Linked DNA regions of Hordeum vulgare: region 1 is linked to region 2. The links are chromatin contacts, called in public Hi-C maps. All regions are on one chromosome and are shown on one strand. Each heading gives the region's core, a stretch centred on a gene start, on an enhancer-like site or on the middle of the called end of the contact. The rest is flanking DNA. Distances are from core to core; before and after follow the strand shown. Region 1 holds the start of LOC123443173 (peptide-N4-(N-acetyl-beta-glucosaminyl)asparagine amidase A-like). Region 2 holds the start of LOC123443170 (SCAR-like protein 2).

The links. Hi-C and Micro-C count contacts between places; a contact is called where the count stands out from the background.
Region 1: a Hi-C map of seedling shows a contact between it and region 2, with 5 times the contacts expected there. The contact joins the promoter of LOC123443173 here to the promoter of LOC123443170 in region 2. A contact is called at or near these places in 2 of 6 Hi-C or Micro-C datasets (leaf and seedling).

What each region holds. Positions count from the first base shown.
Region 1 is chr3H:115,829,915-115,836,249 of MorexV3_pseudomolecules_assembly, reverse strand. It overlaps LOC123443173 (peptide-N4-(N-acetyl-beta-glucosaminyl)asparagine amidase A-like), which reads right to left and starts at 3,749. Exons shown (of 1, transcript XM_045119466.1): 1 at 1,728-3,749. The coding sequence starts at 3,734. The coding sequence ends at 1,965.
Region 2 is chr3H:115,193,508-115,199,565 of MorexV3_pseudomolecules_assembly, reverse strand. LOC123443170 (SCAR-like protein 2) reads left to right here and starts at 3,963. Exons shown (of 10, transcript XM_045119463.1): 1 at 3,963-4,242. The coding sequence starts at 4,049.

The DNA.
Region 1 (6,335 bases), core at 2,500-4,999, 640 kb before region 2:
ACACCTAGCACACTCGTGCGGGCATCCTGAGGCAAATTTGAACTAAAAATGCATCCACGTAGACACAATTCTGGTATGAATTTCGAATTAAAAATGTGTTCACATGAACACCAAGCATATATAATTCAAGTATGCGGTGGTGTATTGGGCTATCATTTTTATATGTTATGGTCCAAACCGATATAATTCAATTATCAATCGGTGGATTGGGTCATGTTTTCTCTTCGTTCTGATCCATGTTAATATAATTTAATTATGAGTCGGTGGATTGGGTTATCGTTTCTGTCTGTTACGGTTCAAACGGACATGCCCGGACTATATATATCACATCATTCTTTTCTTAATCAAAGCTTTTTTAGAAAAGGATCTCGAGCCGCATCCCTAATAGTCCTTCCAAGATGTCTTTTTCTCGTCGATAAAATAAAATTTCCGTAGTCGCGCCCTAAGCCGCCGAATTTTGCCGGTTCGGAAACTTTTTCGGCCCGATGATTCCAGGGCAAACCCAGCATGCCAAGGGCACCTGAGGGCTCCGGCGAAAGGGAAAGTGGCCCGTGGACCAACACTGCCAGGCGAAAAATGCCTTTTCCGTCCATATTCGACCCACGCACGGCAGAACGACACTTCCCCTTTCGCTGCCATGCCGATATCGGCACCGCCCCCCGCCCACAGCCACTTCCCCGCCGCTAGAAAGTTCATTCCGACGCCGGAAAGAGAGGGTTTCAACGCGACAACCTCTATCCCAAATACTGGCTGAGCTTTCCATGGCTCAGATCACACAAGAGAGGATACTGACGGCTACCCGCCCACCATGCCCGGTATGTCTTTGGCGATTTGCCTGTTCGGCGATGGACTTCAACGACGAGGAGGTGTTCGCGGCTTTGATTAAGGAGGAAGCCGAGGTCGAAACCGACTACGAAGAGCACCTTATGATCCTCGTCGTTCTGGCCGGCCTGTTCGCAAAGAATGCAAAGCCGCGGCGAGATGGCTTGGCGTCGGGCCGCCGCAAGATCAAGCTGAGTTCCAAGACCCACATGTGCATCAAGAACTGCAACACAATTTGGTGGAGCACCTATGAAGGCTCAAGGACAACGTCTAGTTGGATGTGTTTTAATTTGTGTTCGACTTATGAGCTTGCTTCGTTGAACTACTTGATTTGTGTTGATTTTATGTGATAAACTATGTGATAGGAATTAGTTATCGTTAATTTTGTGCGAAAGTAATGAATTCATGTCGAATTATGCCGAATATGATTTGAAACTCGATGGCTAGGGGAGAGGGATAAACTTGGGAGGGCGGTTGGAAGGTGAAGCTCCCTACGCCAAAAATAACGTTAACATGCCTCCAAAAGACGCTATTTTACGTCTAAAACACCCTTGAGGATGCGCAGTCGAACGTCCCAAATGACCCTCATAAATGTGCGGATGCGTCCGGTCAATTACCGATAGGAGAGAGAAGGGAAAAAAGTCCACAGATGCGTTGGCCAATGACCGATAGGAGAGAAAAGAAAAAGTGACCTAATCGGATCATTCATATAATCCATATATGTTTAAGTTGAATCCTCGTACTCATCTCAAATATAAAAAGGATATGAGGGGTCATCGATCCGTTCGGTCAGTCCACCGCGTATAACACGACCCCACCCCCAGACCATCTTTTTTTCCTCTTCTTCTTTACCAATCACATGTAAGTGATCTAACATATGAAAAAAACCAAAAAATACGAATGACTAAATAGAAAACATGAGTGACCAAACACGTTATTTAGGGGGGGCATATTTGCTATGTCCGACCGATGCTATGCTATAAGGACAGGAGACGACCGATCATAACGCAAAGACTACAGTAGTACGAAACTATTAGGGCCCACTTCTGTTCCCATTACAGTTTACACCAGGCCTCTTCCCAGCCTGTTATCCCGGCCAACTACTCGAGCGCGCCACGTTAGCGAGCGCCGGCCGACAGGCGTCAACGTCGGCGCGTCCCGGCGCACGACGCCACATTATTGTCGAAAAGCACGTCGTAGCCGACGCTGGTTACGTTCCTCAAGTAGCAGCCGCCGTTGCTGGCGCCGTAGTTGTACACCTGGTGCATCCGCCACGACGCGCCGGCCACCTGGTCGTCCCGGAGCACCACCTCCGCCTCCGCCACCTGCTCGTTGCGCAGCGTGCTCGTCACCGCCCCGCCGCCGCCCGCGCGGGACTCCACGAACCCGATCTCCACGCGCCGCATCAGCCGCTGCGACGAGGTGCCGCTGCCGTTGCCGCCCTGGAAGATGTAGAGCGGGAAGCTCTGGTGCACCTGCTGCGCGTACGCGCCGCCGCCGACGTCGGTGTGAGCGTCGGTGGTCTGGTTGATCACCTGCGCGCCGCCCTTGTTGCTCACCACGTTCGAGTTCGCGAAGCTGAGACGCTGGGCGAACGTGGTGGTGATGTTGCCGCGCGACGAGCTTACCCACCCCGTGGCCGAGATGTTGCGGCTCGCCGTCGCGCGGTACTCCCCGTCGATGCCGTCCACGGAGTGCGAGGTGATGCTCCCCGACAGCTTGGGCGCGTCGTAGGAGATGAGGCCGCCGGTGGTCGTGGAGCCCTTGGGGTCGAGCCAGAGGTGGAGGTTGCCGTTCACGTACCACGAGTTCTGCGCGTTGGTCACCGCGAACCCGACCTCGTGCTCCTTGCTGTCCAGCAGCTTCCCCAAGAACGGCGTGAGCTCGATGTCGTAGGTGGGCAGGTTGAACGAGCCAATGCTGGTGATGGGGCGCCAGATGAGGGGGTTGATGCCGCCGGTGTAGATGACCGGGAACGGCCACACGGCACCCACGACGTCGCCGTCGAGCAAGACAGTGACCTCGCGGAATGGCCCGTTCTGGTCCGGTGTGTTCATGTACCAGAACTCGTCGGAGTAGTGGGACGAGACGTAGACCTCGAGCACCGCGCGGTAAGCGTTGGCCGGCACGGCGACGCGCGTGGACTCGATGTCAGTCTTGTTCTGGACCACGAACCAGAGCCCATCGTCGAGAGGCAGGCTCCTTGAGACGGGGACGATCAGGTCGGCGGGCGTCGACGCTGCCGCCGTCAGCTGGGCCTTGCGCCGGAAGTAGAGGTGAAGCGTGAGGTTCGCGTAGTAGACGCCGTTGTAGGTGTCGTCGATGAGGTTGCCGAGGTACACGGCGAGCGTGGAGTTGCCGGCCGCGAGGAGGGACGCGTACTTGGTGACGTCCTTGTGCACGGACCACGTGACGCCGCCCGGGCGCGGCTCGGCGGTGCTGCCGCGCAGGAGCTCCGCCCCGCCGAGCCAGACGCCGAAGATGCGGTCGTACTGGACGCCGTGGCAGTCGGCGCGCCACTCGAGGACAGCGAGCGAGACGTCCCCCGCGCCGCTCAGGCAGGACGGCGGCGAGTAGGCGGCGGTGACCGGCGGCTTGTTGAGGGTGAGCGCGAAGGACTGGGAGAGGAGGAGCGTGGAGCAGGGCCCCGAGCTCCCCCGCGGCGGGTGCAGCGGCCGGTTGACCTCGAAGAAGGTGGTCTTGGCCTTGGCGAGGTGGCGAGCCGGCAGCGCCGCCTCGACCGTGGCGACGTCCTCGGCCGAGAGGCCGAGGCGGTGCGGCCTGGCAACGGAGAAGTGGGAGTGGGCGAGCAGAGTGAAGAAGCAGAGGAAGAGGAGGCGGGGAGCAGAGGAGGTAGGCATGGTGCGTGCACGGTTGTGTCCGCGTGAAGGCTGAGAATTTAAGGGGAACATACTCCATCAGATAGCTGAGAAATACGAGTATTATATAGTACAATAAGTAAAGAAAACCGTACAACAATATCTATCTCGTCGTATAAACAAATGTACTTTGTATTCTGGGAATATTCAGCTTTGTGAGTGCCGTATAACGGCAAACCAAAGTGGCGAGTAGGTAGGTGGAATTATGGGACTTTTGGGATGGCTCGAGTTGTCCACTAGTCAGTACAATAATAACCCGGAAAAATACAGGGAGCGACGATCACACTACACGGAGGTGCCAAAAACAGCTGGAAGCATATAGCCTCCAGCTCCAAGTTCCACTAGAACAGAACAATGAGTCAGCAACAATGGAGCACGCAGATAATCATTCTCTATCTCTAAGAAAAAGAAAAGAAACAAAGATCTCCACAGATAACTTGTGGTGCATGAATAAGTTGCGGTTGCGTGTTAGTTTATTGGAAAAAAACGGCCTCGGCTCCATGCTGCGGGAAGGACCACGCGCAATGGTTTTCGTGGTTATCAGCACTGTCGGCCGCACCTAATCACAAACAAATGTAGGTGGAATCCAGACGCACATCGCCATCAACTCCCACATAGGAGCAGGACGCTACTGGTAGCTGGTACTGCCACCCGTATGTGCTCATAAATTTGATGGTCGTGGTACGTGTGTATTTGGATTTAGATTCTATGCTAGCCTGCCCATGCTAGAGCGGTCTCTTGTGAATTGTTGTCCCTCTTCCAGCGTTCATGAGAGACCAGGGGATTGCTGAGTTATTCATTCGTTGATGAGTAAGTTGGATGTTATTATTGTCTTAAAACCGAAAACTGTCTCAACTGCCGGCAGCAAGGACCAGGGGATTGTTTTCGTAGTTATGAACACTGTCAGGGATCTCTAATTACAGACACAAATGTAGGTGAACCAATGTGCAGTTTTATTTTCTACGAAAATGACTCTATAAAGGTCCAATCAAAATATAAGCATCCCAAACACAATAAGAATTGCATCAAGATCCCTAGACTATTGATGACCATTGTTGCCGTTAGAACAAACCGCCGACGAACTATTCATGTATCAAAGTCGGTCTAACCTTACCAATGACAACGGGGAAGTTGTCGCGCACATGCCTATAAGGACCAACACCCAGAAGCTACAACCGCCGTTGTTGAACCCTTGAATTGATCCGAAAAACCTAACATCAAATCTCACCATCGAGTATGCACAACAAGGAACCCGATCTACGGAGGCGTGAGGAGCTGGTAGGAATCTACATTGAAACTTCATCTAATCCACTCTAGCAAACGAACTTGAGGAGGAGGATCGTTGTCTCGTTTTGCACCAAGAAAGTTCTCGGTTCCAAGAAAGCATGAGAAAATCTTCGTTGCAAGGGAAGTTTTGTAATCAAAACTTTGCATCAAATAAAAGAAATGAAAATTGAACTTTTCCCCATTGGTACATACCATAAGCATAAGGGCATTTCTTCGCCTATATACATGCACACCGTATGGTTGGGATCCCGGAGGCAATCCAACGCGGTCCTCTACCGGGAGCGGTCCGGACCATGTTTCCCCGCAAACCGGAATCAAACATGTGGGGCTTTGCGGGAGTCCGAACATGATACACATCGTACATTTACACCCATGGCCCACCCAAAAGCAAGGTGAAGCTTGTGCTTCTGTAGCACCTGCACTATTTTCATATCAAAACCCTCCCACTCTCTTCTTCCATCCCGTCGCTCTCCACCCAATTCATGTCCTTTTCTCTCACTTTCTTCTTCGCTCCCACTCTCGATGCATGGAATCGGACTAGTATTTGTGAGAGATGAAGTTGGTGGAGATGGCGGAGGATCTGAGCATCACCCTCCCGTGGAAGATCAACTCAGCGACGCGGCAAAACAGTTGCGTCATAAATGAAGGCCACAAAGGAAGAAACACTTAGGAAGCGGAAAGACGATGGAGGGCGTGCTAATGGCGTCGTTAGTGGTGGGCGTGCTAGTCACAGACGTGGTGGAAGTCGTGATTAGGTTCGCGGAGCCCTGATGCTGTCACCCACCGTCCACATGTCGCCATGGTCAGAGCATTACAATGCTCCGTACTACTATATCGCCATGCATCTCGATCGGTAGTCCACAACAACTGCCGCCGAGTAGGTAACTTACATCTTCGACGTAAACGTGGAGCTGCTGCTCTTCTCAGAGTATTCTTCGCCACAGCTCGTTCGGGTGCACACGACAGATAGGGAGCACATGCGTGCCCGCACGATGGTCGTTGCTATGATAAAGTGGGGGAGAAGGCGTACTACGACACAGAGAGGAAGCTTGAAAGGACGTGGATGTCGCCTAGGGGGGTGAATATGCGTTTTAAAATAATTACGGTTTAGGCTTGAACAAATGCGGAATAAAAATAACATTTAATTTGTCAAGCACAAACCCTAAAATAACTAGGCTATGCTAAGCAAGATAAACAACTAAGTGATAGCAATATATATAACAAGAAACAAAATGGCTATCACAAAGTAAAGTGCATAAGTAAAGGGCATGGGTAAGAGATAACGAGGCGCACGGAGATGACGATGTATCCGAAGTTCACACCCTTGTGGATGCTAATTTCCGTTTG
Region 2 (6,058 bases), core at 2,714-5,213:
AGTGTCTAACTTGGATATAACACGGATGCCACATAAAAAATCTCTTAATTAAATATGAGAAATAAAATAATGTTGCAAACAAATTATATGTTAACTATTCTTATCCCGTATTTGAATATACTAAAATGTAATAAAACAAATTTGTATTAAAATATATGATAATCCACAACCATTTCTAAACAATAAGTATTACTTATTAACCTAGAGTTAAAATGGATGAGATATATATTTTATGAATATTTTAAAAGTCCTATATGTTTTACTCAATATCTTGTGGCATGTGTCATAGCCAGCTGCCACACGAACAAATCGTAAAATGTTGCACAATTAGATAAAAGGAGGAAATAATTGTAAGTTGGGTAACTCTTGGCACTATTTGACAACTATTGTGTAAATAGTATAATTTACTCTTTGAGCTTTTGTGGAATACTCTTTAAATATTAACATCGAAGAAATCGTGAGCCATGTAAAGAAATAGTTAACAATATACTTGTTAGATCTTTTGATTATATTTCCATGGAGTAACAACTAAGACATCCTTTTTTTTAACCAAGACATCCTTGTTGGTGCAACATGGAAAGTGTGACTTGATTTATTTGTGCTCCACAAAGCTGCGGCACCCCAACAATGATATCTTTTTGTTAATACCTTTAAGGCCTTCACACAGATTAATATTTCCAACTAGCAAAAACCCAGAGTTAGCTCCATTACTTAATGCAAATATGAAGTTTTTTTCTCAGTTAAAAATGAATAAGATAAAGAAAACCCCATGCGAACTTAAGGACATTTTTTTAATGAGAAACAAGCTAGTAAAGCATGCACTTACACACAAACACTCATCTATGAATGCACGCAAACACACATCCTACACCTATAAGCATCTTCGAGAAACTGAGTTTACGGATCTTAAAGTTGACAAAATCATTATATAAGACTAGTGGTTGACCCCCGCAAAAAAGAAAAAAGAAAACTAGGACTAGTGGTTGATGGGACCATCTTCGCACATGGAACAAATATCGTCTGAAAAAATAAGCATCCATGAAAAACCTATGACTTAAATCCGACTAGACCACGCTTCTTGATTCATGGCAATTTCACGTATGCAAAACGTTCTTTGACAGAGCTCAACATAGGCCAGGTTATTTCACTCCACAGATCGTTGTCTCGTCGAAGTTAGACATGTACGTGCCGACAACTTACTGAATCCTTCCACACTCATACACAAACAAGCAATAGAAAAGGAGGACACGCCAAGGACCAGAGAAACAGTAAAACCAATAAAAACCCACCCTTGAGCATCACGCTACGCAGATCAAATGCCGCACGGCGATCTGCAAAATCACCAGCGCCCCACGTCACATCTATTACCCCCGCGGCCCCACGAGCAAGAAATGTTTGCACCCGCTGCCGCTTCTTCCTTCCTAGTACTACACGAGGCGCCGCCCGTCCCAATCCTCGGTCACTGACATCACGATGCACGATTCTCTCTTGATTCTGTGATGTCCCCACCCGGGAAATGATGCGAGGAGAAAAGGTTGGGTCATGATCACGCTATAGGTCTTTTACTATGTGAACCAGCGATTAAAAGGGGGGAGCCGCTGGATAAAGCAACCCTCCAGCTCCTTATATGGCTGTGCCACCCAACAACCATATTGAAGTGATGGTCCATAAATCGATTAGTAATGCATAGATGGCCCATTTCGTTTCCAAGTTTCACCATGATCCCAAGTGTAGCAGGCCTGATGATTCAGGTCAAGCAATAGAGGTACAGTTACAATACCATATGCTACTGGTGCTTTAATCCTAAAATGGTACATATGACTTTTAATTCATGCATGTCATTCCGTTTAAACTGTAAAAAATATATTAGATATGGACATCAAATGATACATGACAGATGTTTTTGCAAGGTTTGGAATGTGTGTCTAGTTGTGATGTCGGTGTTAAGAATGGTTTGTTTATGGAAATGTGTCATCATATAAGCAGTTGTATCCAGCTGCAGCTGGCAGGAGAGCATAGTCATGGCAGTTTATCCATTGTCATGAAATTAAATGCCATGTGCTCTCAATTGGGGACACGATGATAGAGCACCACTGCGCCACCATCACCCACTCTACCACCATCATTACTGGTGTGAAGACTCAAGTACTTACAAAAGGCTGTATTATACTTTCGCATCCATATCTTATAGACAGTTCGTTAAATAATTAGGTCTACCCTAATTATAACTCAACAACATCACAAAGGCAGAATAGATAGACCATCTTGAGTATCCGCTATGTACTAGTACATACCGCACCTTTATTTTCCTCTAGTTATAAATAACACATAAAAATACAGATCTACCAGTTCAGTTTTCTTTCGAAAGGAAAACAATTTCCAGAAACAAAAACATACATGTACATCCTATCGATGCAAAATTTTAGAATATCTACTATACTTTTTAATGGTTTAGTAGAAAGCATGCATAGAAGTCATCGTTGTCATCGTCGTCGGTGGTGGTTGGTGGGCTTGCTAGCGTCGGTGGTTTTGATGTGAAATTGAGCGAGTGTTTGGAGCTTGGGTGAAGAGCTTGTCCCGTCCTTGGGTCTACGACCGATGATGACAATGACCACGAGCAACATTGACCTTCTTGAGGGCATTGATGAATTGTTGTCGCCCCATCGACATGGATCAATATGTCGCTGCAGCTTTAGGGAAACCCTAGATATGATAGTGCATTGGCGTTGTATCCCCTCTAGAGGTATTCTTCTTTGGAGCTGGCAGACAAGCAGGGCCCGTGAAAGGCGACGATATCGGTGTTGAGGTTTCTGTCACGAAGATGTCGCGGTGAGCGATGGCACGGACACACCGATGGTTGATGTAGTTGCCTCTTATTAGGCATGTCTTCGGGATTTGCCTATGTTTCTTTGTTGTTATGGAGTCGAAGTTGCGACGATGTGGCTTCGATGATGACGATGACAGATAGCAAGTGGTATGTTTGGTGATTTTTCGCGAGCCAACTTTCCTCATCGTTGACGACTGAGTTCTGACACGGATCTTCATGTGATCTCGTACGACCTCTACGACGTGGGGGGACGTTCTACACAAAGTCAGAGTTGCTTTAGGGATGACGATGGCGTTGCTTAGACAGAAGTGGTGACGATGAAACTTGTTTACTACCTCGACGAGGCTCCCTTTCGAGAGGTGTGTGTATCGCTCAGCGGATTGTACCGATTTACGTTCATAATTAACCGTATAATTCTCTTTAATAATGTCCTAATTAGGGGACGAGTCAAAAAAGATGCCACTGTTTCGAGAAAAAGAAATATGCACACAGACGTATACCATATAAATCCTTGTGCTAGAGGAAAAGATAGACCAGAAAGAGCGCACACACATGCATGCATTTTTTACGCGCAGTTGACGTGACCACACCGCAACGCAAAGCACAGAAGGCATGTTCCAACCCCCGGCACAAAAACGAAAAGACACCCCGAGGAAGTGAAAACCAAGAAGGGCCAAGCACGGCCGGAAATGGCAAAGCACCCCCGGCCCCCGCGCGACCCAGCACAGCACAGCACAGCACAGCACAGCAGCCTCCCACCACAACATAGCGGCGGCACCGGGTATCGAGCATCCAAATCCAAGCCGAGCCCGAGAGCTGAAGCATAATCACGCGGCGCACACCACTCACCAGTCGCCAGGCCGCGCCACTTGCCCACCCCCCTCGTGCCCGCAGCGCTGCGTGCGCTTCCCTTTCCCACCGTCCCTTTCGCCCCGCACCCTGTCGGAGACCGACGCTCCTCCCCTCCCCTCCCCGTCCCCGTCCCCGCCACGCGCCTCGGCGTCGCCTCCACTCCTCCCCCCCTCCCCGCCACTCGCCTCGGCCGCCCCCTTCCGTGCGGAGGCGGCAACCTGTGACGCCCCAAAGTCGGCGCACCTGCTCCCACTGGGAAAGTAGCCGTTGCGGCGTCGCATTTATAGCGACCGCCAGGCGTCACGATGGCCGCTGCTCGGCGGTGAGGAGGAGCCCGCTCTCGCGCGCTCGGTGGTTGGTGGAGCGGAGATGCCGCTGGTCAGGTTCGAGGTGCGGAATGAGGTCGGGCTGGGCGACCCCGGGCTGTACGGCGCCGCGGGGGCAGGGAAGCGAGGCGGCGCCGGCGCCGCCGCCGCAGGGGAGGCCGAGCCCAAGGCGCTGCTCGAGGGCGTCGCCGTCGCGGGCCTCGTCGGGATCCTGCGCCAGCTCGGAGATCTCGCCGAGTAAGCCGCCCCCTCCCCTCATCTCCGTCGCTCCCTGCCTCGCGGTCTGATTTCAGTTTTTCCTGCGTGATTCGATTCGGCGAGTTGTGTGTGTGTGTGTGTGCTTTTTTTCCAGCCTTCCAGTGTGAGATCTGCTGCTCTCCGTGTGTGGTGATTTTGGCGGGCAACTACGGTTGGGGAAGTGTTTGGTCGCTGGTTTACTGGAGTTGAGGTGTTTGTGCTTGAGATTGGGGGTGATTGGAAGGTAGTGGGATCTGGTGTTGAGGTGGTTGCATTTGATAACGCGAGATTGAGTGCGGGGTTCTAGGAACTATAGGAATTATGGCAGGGTTTCCGCTCGCCGATTATGGACAAAGCAGCAGTGCTGCGTGGCTGGAACTGGATAGTATTTCGTTTTGGGCACTGGTGGCTTTCGAGCTCATTTCCGAGAGAGCATTAGGATTGAGTCGGGTAGAACCAAATTGTGTCTTCAGAGCGTTATACGAGCTAAACTATACAATCAAGTGGGTTTTTACCGCGTTTGCTAGGTTTTTGGAGGTATGCTTTGCTGAATTGGTAGGAACTATCGGTGTACTCTAGGTATGCCATGTTTGGGTAAGATCCCATGTTAGGATGGATTTATTTTATCACACTAGCTATATTATATAGATCGTGATTCTGAAAAGTTCCTGTTCTAGACGGCTTAGTGGGTGACTGGTTGAATTCGTTGAATATGTGGGAATAAAGGAGTGTTTGCTAATTCTTGTGCGACTGTTTCCATGGCTTCTAGCAATTTCTACTGGTTGTGTGATCAAAAATGTCACCACTCTTGGGAAGTCTTTTATTTATGGTAAACGTTTCCACGAACGCTTCGGCCGGTCTCGTCCACTCGCTCGCGGCTATAGCAAATCAAATCGGGAGGGCCCATCACGTTATCTCTTTCCTCATCCCCGCATCCTCCTCCTTCTTTTTTCCCAACCTCCTGGTTGCCATGGGAAATCCTACCCCGGCGATCTCCTCCAACGAGCCCCCGTCTTCTTCTCCGGCGAGCACCCTCGAAGCCTAGCATCGAACCAGTGTCCTCCCCTCGATTTCCCCTCTTTGAACTGCTCCATGGTGACTGGAGCTGCAACGGGCATGGCCGGCGAAGTTGCATCCATGGCCGAAGGCGTAATTTACTACATGCTTCAACCGGCATCGAAATTTGGTACAACCGGCACCGCATTTTGCTATCACCGGCGTCGCATTTTGCTACATCGCACATGGCATTGCGATTTTGCTACATCCATCACGGCTGAGCTGCGACCCGTGACGGCGGAACCATGCTCGCGTTTGTTGCAACTGTTGACAGAAAAAGCTTCAACGGTATATGAAAGATGTTTCAACCGGCAATAGAGAAAGCTTCAACCAGGGGCTCCGTCCATCCATTTAACTCCACTCCGACGAGGCGAACCTCCACCCTGAAAGCTGCAACCAGCTGATCGAAAAGCTGCAGCCGTCGTCTAATTTTGTTACTACTGGCAACGGATTTTGCTACATCTGTCATGGCGGAGCTGCGGCCTACTACGGTGATGGCTTTTTTTTGTTGCAACCGTCCCTCGGATTTGCTACAACCGGAGAGGTATTTTGCTACATGCATCATGGCGGAGCTGGGATCGATGGCGAGGGCCGCGACCGACGGCGAGGGGGCTGCGACCAGTGATGACTGGCGGTGAGAGAAGATGAGGAGGCGAGGCGTGGGGTGCAGCGTGTGCGGGGGCGGCACCCTCCTTTTTCTCTCTTTCTTCCGTGTGGGAGGTTGAAGATGGGATGCGGAAGAGGAGGGGGGAGATCTGAC